Linked DNA regions of Cricetulus griseus: region 1 is linked to region 2. A link is a contact called in public Hi-C data. All regions are on one chromosome and are shown on one strand. The core of a region is the stretch at or near the end of the contact, and the rest is flanking DNA. Distances in the headings are between cores, read along the strand shown.

Evidence for each region. Hi-C and Micro-C count contacts between places; a contact is called where the count stands out from the background.
Region 1: a Hi-C map of fibroblasts shows a contact between it and region 2, with 3 times the contacts expected there. The contact joins the promoter of Arhgap28 here to the enhancer-like site in region 2. A contact is called at or near these places in 2 of 8 Hi-C or Micro-C datasets (the CHO-K1 cell line and fibroblasts).

Annotation. Positions count from the first base shown.
Region 1 is chr2:456,874,870-456,877,762 of CriGri-PICRH-1.0, forward strand. It overlaps Arhgap28 (rho GTPase-activating protein 28), which reads right to left and starts at 1,564. Exons shown (of 18, transcript XM_027397794.2): 1 at 1,325-1,564. The coding sequence starts at 1,446. It overlaps LOC118238264 (a long non-coding RNA gene), which reads left to right and starts at 1,982. Exons shown (of 3, transcript XR_004768065.1): 1 at 1,982-2,358; 2 at 2,450-2,523.
Region 2 is chr2:456,741,296-456,744,180 of CriGri-PICRH-1.0, forward strand. Arhgap28 (rho GTPase-activating protein 28) reads right to left here. Exons shown (of 18, transcript XM_027397794.2): 8 at 2,638-2,803; 9 at 2,445-2,536. Among named protein-coding and RNA genes, the nearest start is that of Arhgap28, 130 kb to the right of the region's middle. Within about 2 kb of position 1,631, at least 1 of the 6 cell types and tissues checked has open chromatin away from gene starts, as enhancers often do. A contact at or near this core is called in fibroblasts, where this site is marked.

The DNA of each region.
Region 1 (2,893 bases), core at 314-2,813, 130 kb after region 2:
CCCACAGACAGCTGCTAAGGCTTATAAACAGACAGTCACACCCAGGCCACTGAAGAATGTACAAAACTGGCCCTTGCCTTGCATCAGAGCACATCTATTTAGTCACTCACAGTGTAAGTCATAATGGTCAAAGATGATGGGTCTCTCTCTCTCTCTCTCTCTCTCTCTCTCTCTCTCTCTCTCTTAAAGAATTGCACAGTAAATACAAAGGAGAATTTGTATCTTCAAGCAACCTTTAAATGATGTACATGACTCCTACTGCAAACTGGTCCATTTCTCACTGTCTATATCAAAATGAGATTTGACTCAGCACGCTCTCCCTGGAAGAAACAATAATTTCTTTGTTAGCTAAGCCCTGTGTCGTCCCTGAGCCAGTGTGGGTTGGTTCATCTCACAGATACCTTCCAAAGCATGTTCTGTGACACTATCACAAATTGATTAAACTGGGAAACAGAAGTAATTATAATCACATGAAGATAAAGGTTCGAGAAAAAACAAGTAGTTGAAAATAACAGTGATATAAAATGCCACGAGGACAGGAAATCAAGACACACCAAAGTGCAGGCTTCAAAACAAATAAAGCGCCCAGTGATGTATTCATAGCGGGTGGCAACACTTAAGCAAATGAACCTCTCCTAAATACGCCAGAGCGCAAACCATCTCACTTTTGGAATATTTTTGTCGACCCATCTTTGGTGTAGTTAGTGGGGCTCTAACCGAGCTTGGTCCTCAGTGGAACAGACGGGCACTGTCAGAGCAATGCGATCCAGATCCCTGACTTACTAAATGCATATGGTGAGGGATTGCACATGTCTTCCCAAGCAAAGAAATAAACAGGAACTGCATTTGCTGCAGTCATTAAATGACATCACTCTACTTACAACTAGGAGTGAACTCCTTACGTCAGAGGAGATTTCCTTTTGAGAGAAACTTTATCTTTAGTTAATCTGAGTGTTTGAGAGAACTTCTCATTTTCTTTTCCTCTGGCTTGTGTTTGCTTTTTAATAATATTTTTAAATCACCCCAGTACCCGGTGAGAGCCTTCCACAGAAATGATGCGTGTGCCCAACTCATCATAAAGTTTCTTCAGGACTGCAAGCTTCCCCCCCACCCCCGCCCCGCTGGCCTCAGCCCGTCACACGCAGACTTTTGCCCAGGCCATTTCTCATTTCCAATCAGGACCATACACACAGCAGGCTCAGTTAATCAACTCCACAAAAACTTGCCAGAGCGCCGCCGCCCCCTCCCTCTTCCCTCCCGTCCCCCTCCCCGTCCCCCTCCCCGCCCGACGGGCGGCCCTCGGTGGGCTCGTCCCGGTAGGTACCTGCTGAGCGGGAGGCTGGCGGCGGCCCGGGGCGCGCAGCGCGGCTCTGCACCCTGCGACTGCGAGCGCGCGTGCGAGTGGTAGGCGGTCAGCACTACACCGCCCGAGTCCTCCACCTCCATCCTCAGCCGCGCATGTCCCCGCGCAGACCCAGAACAAAGACGCGGACCAGCGTGGACCAGCTCCGGAGCGAGCGGGTCAGCCAGCGGCCCCGAGCGTCCGGCGCCCTGCGGCTCGGCGGCTGGGACGGTCCCGCCCTCCCGCCCGGGGACCACGCCCACAAGTGCCGCGGACAGATTAGCATACAGTGAGGCCACGCCCACACAGTACAGTGAATAGACTGAGGGCCACGCCCACACAGCACAGATGATAGAGTAGCTTACAGTGAGACCACGCCCACAGAGTGCCGCCGACGAATTAACGTGCACCGAGGGCCACGCCCACAGAGTGCCGCGGGTGGATTAGCATACACCGAGAGCTACGCCCACAGGGTACAATGAACTGATTAACATATACTGCAGGATTAGCATACACCCAGGCCACGCCCACTGACTACAGCCCACTGCTTAGCATACACTGAGGGCCACGCCCACAGAGTACCGCGAGCCACGCCCACAGAGTACAATGAACGGACTAGCGTACACTGAGGACCACGCCCACGGATCCCTGCTTCTGGGAAACTGGAAACATGCTTGAAACTTGCGGCTCCCGCCAGCTGCCCTACTAAAGTTGTGTTTTTCTCCCTTTGTTTCTCTTTTCCTCTTCTCAACCTCCTGCTCGCCCCCTTCAAGCGAGAGGCTTCTCCCCTGGCTAGGAACGTTTCCTGCCTGGCAGTCAGAAGAGAGACAGAAACCACGCCGTAGGCAAGGGGGGAGAGGCGAGGTCTGGAATGGGAGCTCTGGGGAAGGAAGAGGAGAAAAAAACGTGACGCTCTCGTTTAAACATCCAAATCAAAAGTTGAGGAATCGGGTTCGTTGCTGTTTGCTAGTCAACTTACTGTAAACCTGATTTCCCTTGTGTCCAGGCAGTCCCCTGTAAGTGCAAGGCTGCGCTTCCTTCCTGCACCCTCAAGACTGCAGCAGCCAGACTCTTACCTCATTCTTAACATCCCTTTCCTCCACCCAGGCCTGATCACACTGACAGATACTGTCTCCAGACTGTCTGAAAGCTAGTCCTGATTGCCATGGGCTCAGTGGATGGTATGTACTTCCAGGGTTTATTTTTTAAGGGGGTATAAATACACACACACACACACACACACACACACACACACACACACACACACACACACACACACACACACACACACAGCATACCCAAAAGTGCAGTATGGTCTTTCCCCTGATCATGTTTCTGGCTGGAACTCTGTTAAAATTTCTCTCCCTGTCCCCTGTGGAACGTCGGTGCTCTCTTCCCACTCCCTGCTCCCCCGCCACTTTCTAAAATTGCTCCTGCTTTTGTTGTAGGAGTAATCTCATTCTGCCCTGCAATTAGCAGTCTGCCCAGCCCGTGCCCCATGTGATTCTCTGCTCCAGCATCCACTTGAGTGATTGCTAATGGATCATGGTC
Region 2 (2,885 bases), core at 381-2,880:
TCAACAAAAAATTACAAAAATTGAACATCTCTGTATCATTGAAAACATTCTGAACAACGAGGGAAATAACCAACAGACTGATAAGTATGCATATATACTTGATATATGAATTATTTCCAAAATGCTAATTAACTCAACAATGTCAACATTCCTTCCAATTGGCCAATGAGTGAATTCTCCATGTAGACCTAACTTCTCAACATCACCTATTAAGCAAAGCACTGACCCTCCCAGCTATGTTCTCTTATTTATTAAGCTGTTCTGCCAACTTGACTCTTTCAAGTCTGATCATTATTTCTCTTCTGCAGATCAATCAATAGGAAAAAAATTTCTAAGTCAACTGTGTCTATAGCCACACTACTCTGGCTGTCCTCGGTCTCTTCCAAATCTACTCTCATTAACTGCAAAGACCCTGCCTAAGAAGTTAAAGAAGACTATGCAAGAACTTGGAAATGTAAGTTAACTGCTCTCTGAGATTCTCATGGTGGTGATGGTGGTGATGATTGGTGACGGTGGTGGTGGTGGTGACGGTGGTGGTGGTGATGGTGACGGTGGTAGTGGTGGTGATGGTGGTGGTGGTGGTGGTGACGGTGGTGGTGGTGATGGTGACGGTGGTGATGGTGGTGGTGGTGGTGGAGATGGTGGTGGTGGTGGTGGTGAGCTTTAACAGTGAGTTTCCACTTCCTGTGCACTTCTTGAAGGTCAAACCCTGTTCTCAGTGCTTTGCACATACTCGGGCATTCAGCCCTGACCTCCAGTACTATTAACCCCCTCATGAGGAGGCTGAGGCATGTGGAGGGCAGGTAACCTTTCTAAGTTCAGAAAGTGAGAGGAAGCTGGAACAGAATGCTGCATGCTTGGGTGGCAATACCCTGTCAGGGACGGGGAAAGAAGGCACAGGTGTCTAAGACAAGCCTCTCACAGCAGCTGAGAGATAGACAGTACCTCCTCAAACCGCCTTGAGTGAGGCACACAACATCAGCAGTCAGAATGGCTGCCACTGGCTGTGCTGGGAATGTGATCTAAGTCTCCAGTTCACTTAGCATTTATTGAGCACTCCTCATCTAATGCCAGTTGCCTAGTTCGATGCTGGGGTTTTTGCACCTATGTCAAATAAACTTAGGCTGAATTCTTGCCGTGGGTTTTCTAAGACTGCTGTCCTCAAAGCCCACCATCTGTACATAGGAGAAAGCACAGAATTTGTGCTGTAATTCCAGAGGTGTGTGTGGGGGGGGGGCAGCACAGTCAGCAGGACTCTGGACTTGGCACTTGCAGTGCTCCCATCCCAGTCTGTCTCTTAGGTTGTCTCATCCTCCTGTGCCCCAGTTGCCTTGTTAGCAAGGAGCAGAGAAAACAACCCCTTGGGCTGCTCCATGCTGACTCCATAGGATATGACATCATTGGGACAATCCTTCCCCTGGGGAGCCTCTCCACAGATGGGCCCAGTGCACAGAGAAGACACGAGCATCTCCTAATTGTCACTGCCATCCCCCCCCCACCCACCCCCCACCCCCGCACTCCATCACTGGCCAATTAGTCACCAGACTTGAGGAAGAAGCTCAATATGAGGCGCCAAGAGCCAAACTCAAGAAGAAAGAAGAGTGAGGGTGTGGACTTGTTAGAGTGAGTGAAGCAACTGTGTGTCCTCAGCCAGGGTTTTCATGTATCATTCACAAACAATTTGAAATCCAGCAAGGTCTGTGGTAAAGGCTGGTGTTTTAATTGTGCCACCGGATGTCACTGTTGAGCAAGTGTCTACTTGAGCAAGCAGCAAGCATGCTTCGGTTGCTGCCCATGGGGCTAGATGCTAACACCCTGCCTTGAGAAAAAAAAAAAACAAAAAACAAAAAAACATGCAAATACGTGTTCACAAGCAACATGTGAAGACAGCTAGGAGCTGGAACACGCGTGTCTTCCCTGACATCTTACCTCGGAGCAATGCAAGGCTCCAGCAGCATGCAACAAACACTCCTGAGGTGGTCAGTGGCTCGTCCCTCATGAGTCATGAGTCTACAGTGTGGACCTCTGTGACAGTGCAGCAGCAGGACTTCCAGAGGTGGAGCCCACGGGAGACCTTTCCTGAACCCTTGTCGTTCACTGAATTCCCACTGACAATGCAAACTCTCCCTCTCACACATGTTCCTGGCACTGGGTTGACATCTGCCATGAGGTAGTATGGCCAAGGTGGCTGTCACTGAGTGACACTATACCTTTCGGGATCTCAGCCTTCCCAATCGTGGTTTAAATCACTTGCTTTCTAGTGAGTACCGAGTCAGGTGTCTTTGTATAGTAAGGAAAAGTGGGTTGATAACAAGAGCAAATGGTCTACACGTCTGCAGAGCACCGTGAGGAAGGATGCTTGGCCTAACCCACAGGAGTCCCACTTTTTAAGAAAAAATACCCAATGAGCTCATTCTCTCCCCCTTCCTCTGCACATGACTCACTTTTTGTAACACAAGGGGGACTTTCACTTCAGGGTCCTTCTTCCGGTCATTGTCCAGGAGGACTGTAAGTGGCACTCCGAAAATCCCGCTGTCTGTAGTGGAAATAGCCAAAGGAGGAAGAAAATGCAAGGGTCAGAATGTGTCCTGGTGTTCCAGGGCCAGCGTTGAGGCCGAGGCCTGGCTTACGAGTTACCTCGGCCTCTCCCTCTCTCCGTTTTGTTTCTCTTCAGTTGTATTCCGAAAGCATCAAAGAAGGCCGTCAGTTCGATTAGAGAGAGATGGCGGATTTTCTTCATGTCTTCGGGAGACAGGTCTCCTGTTTCAGTCCACCCAAATCTGGTTTTCTGGACAATAAATTTCTGAAATATACAGTGAAGTTTTTTTTTTTTTTATCAAATGAAATCAGAACATTCTAAATTTACACAATAAAACCTACTGGGG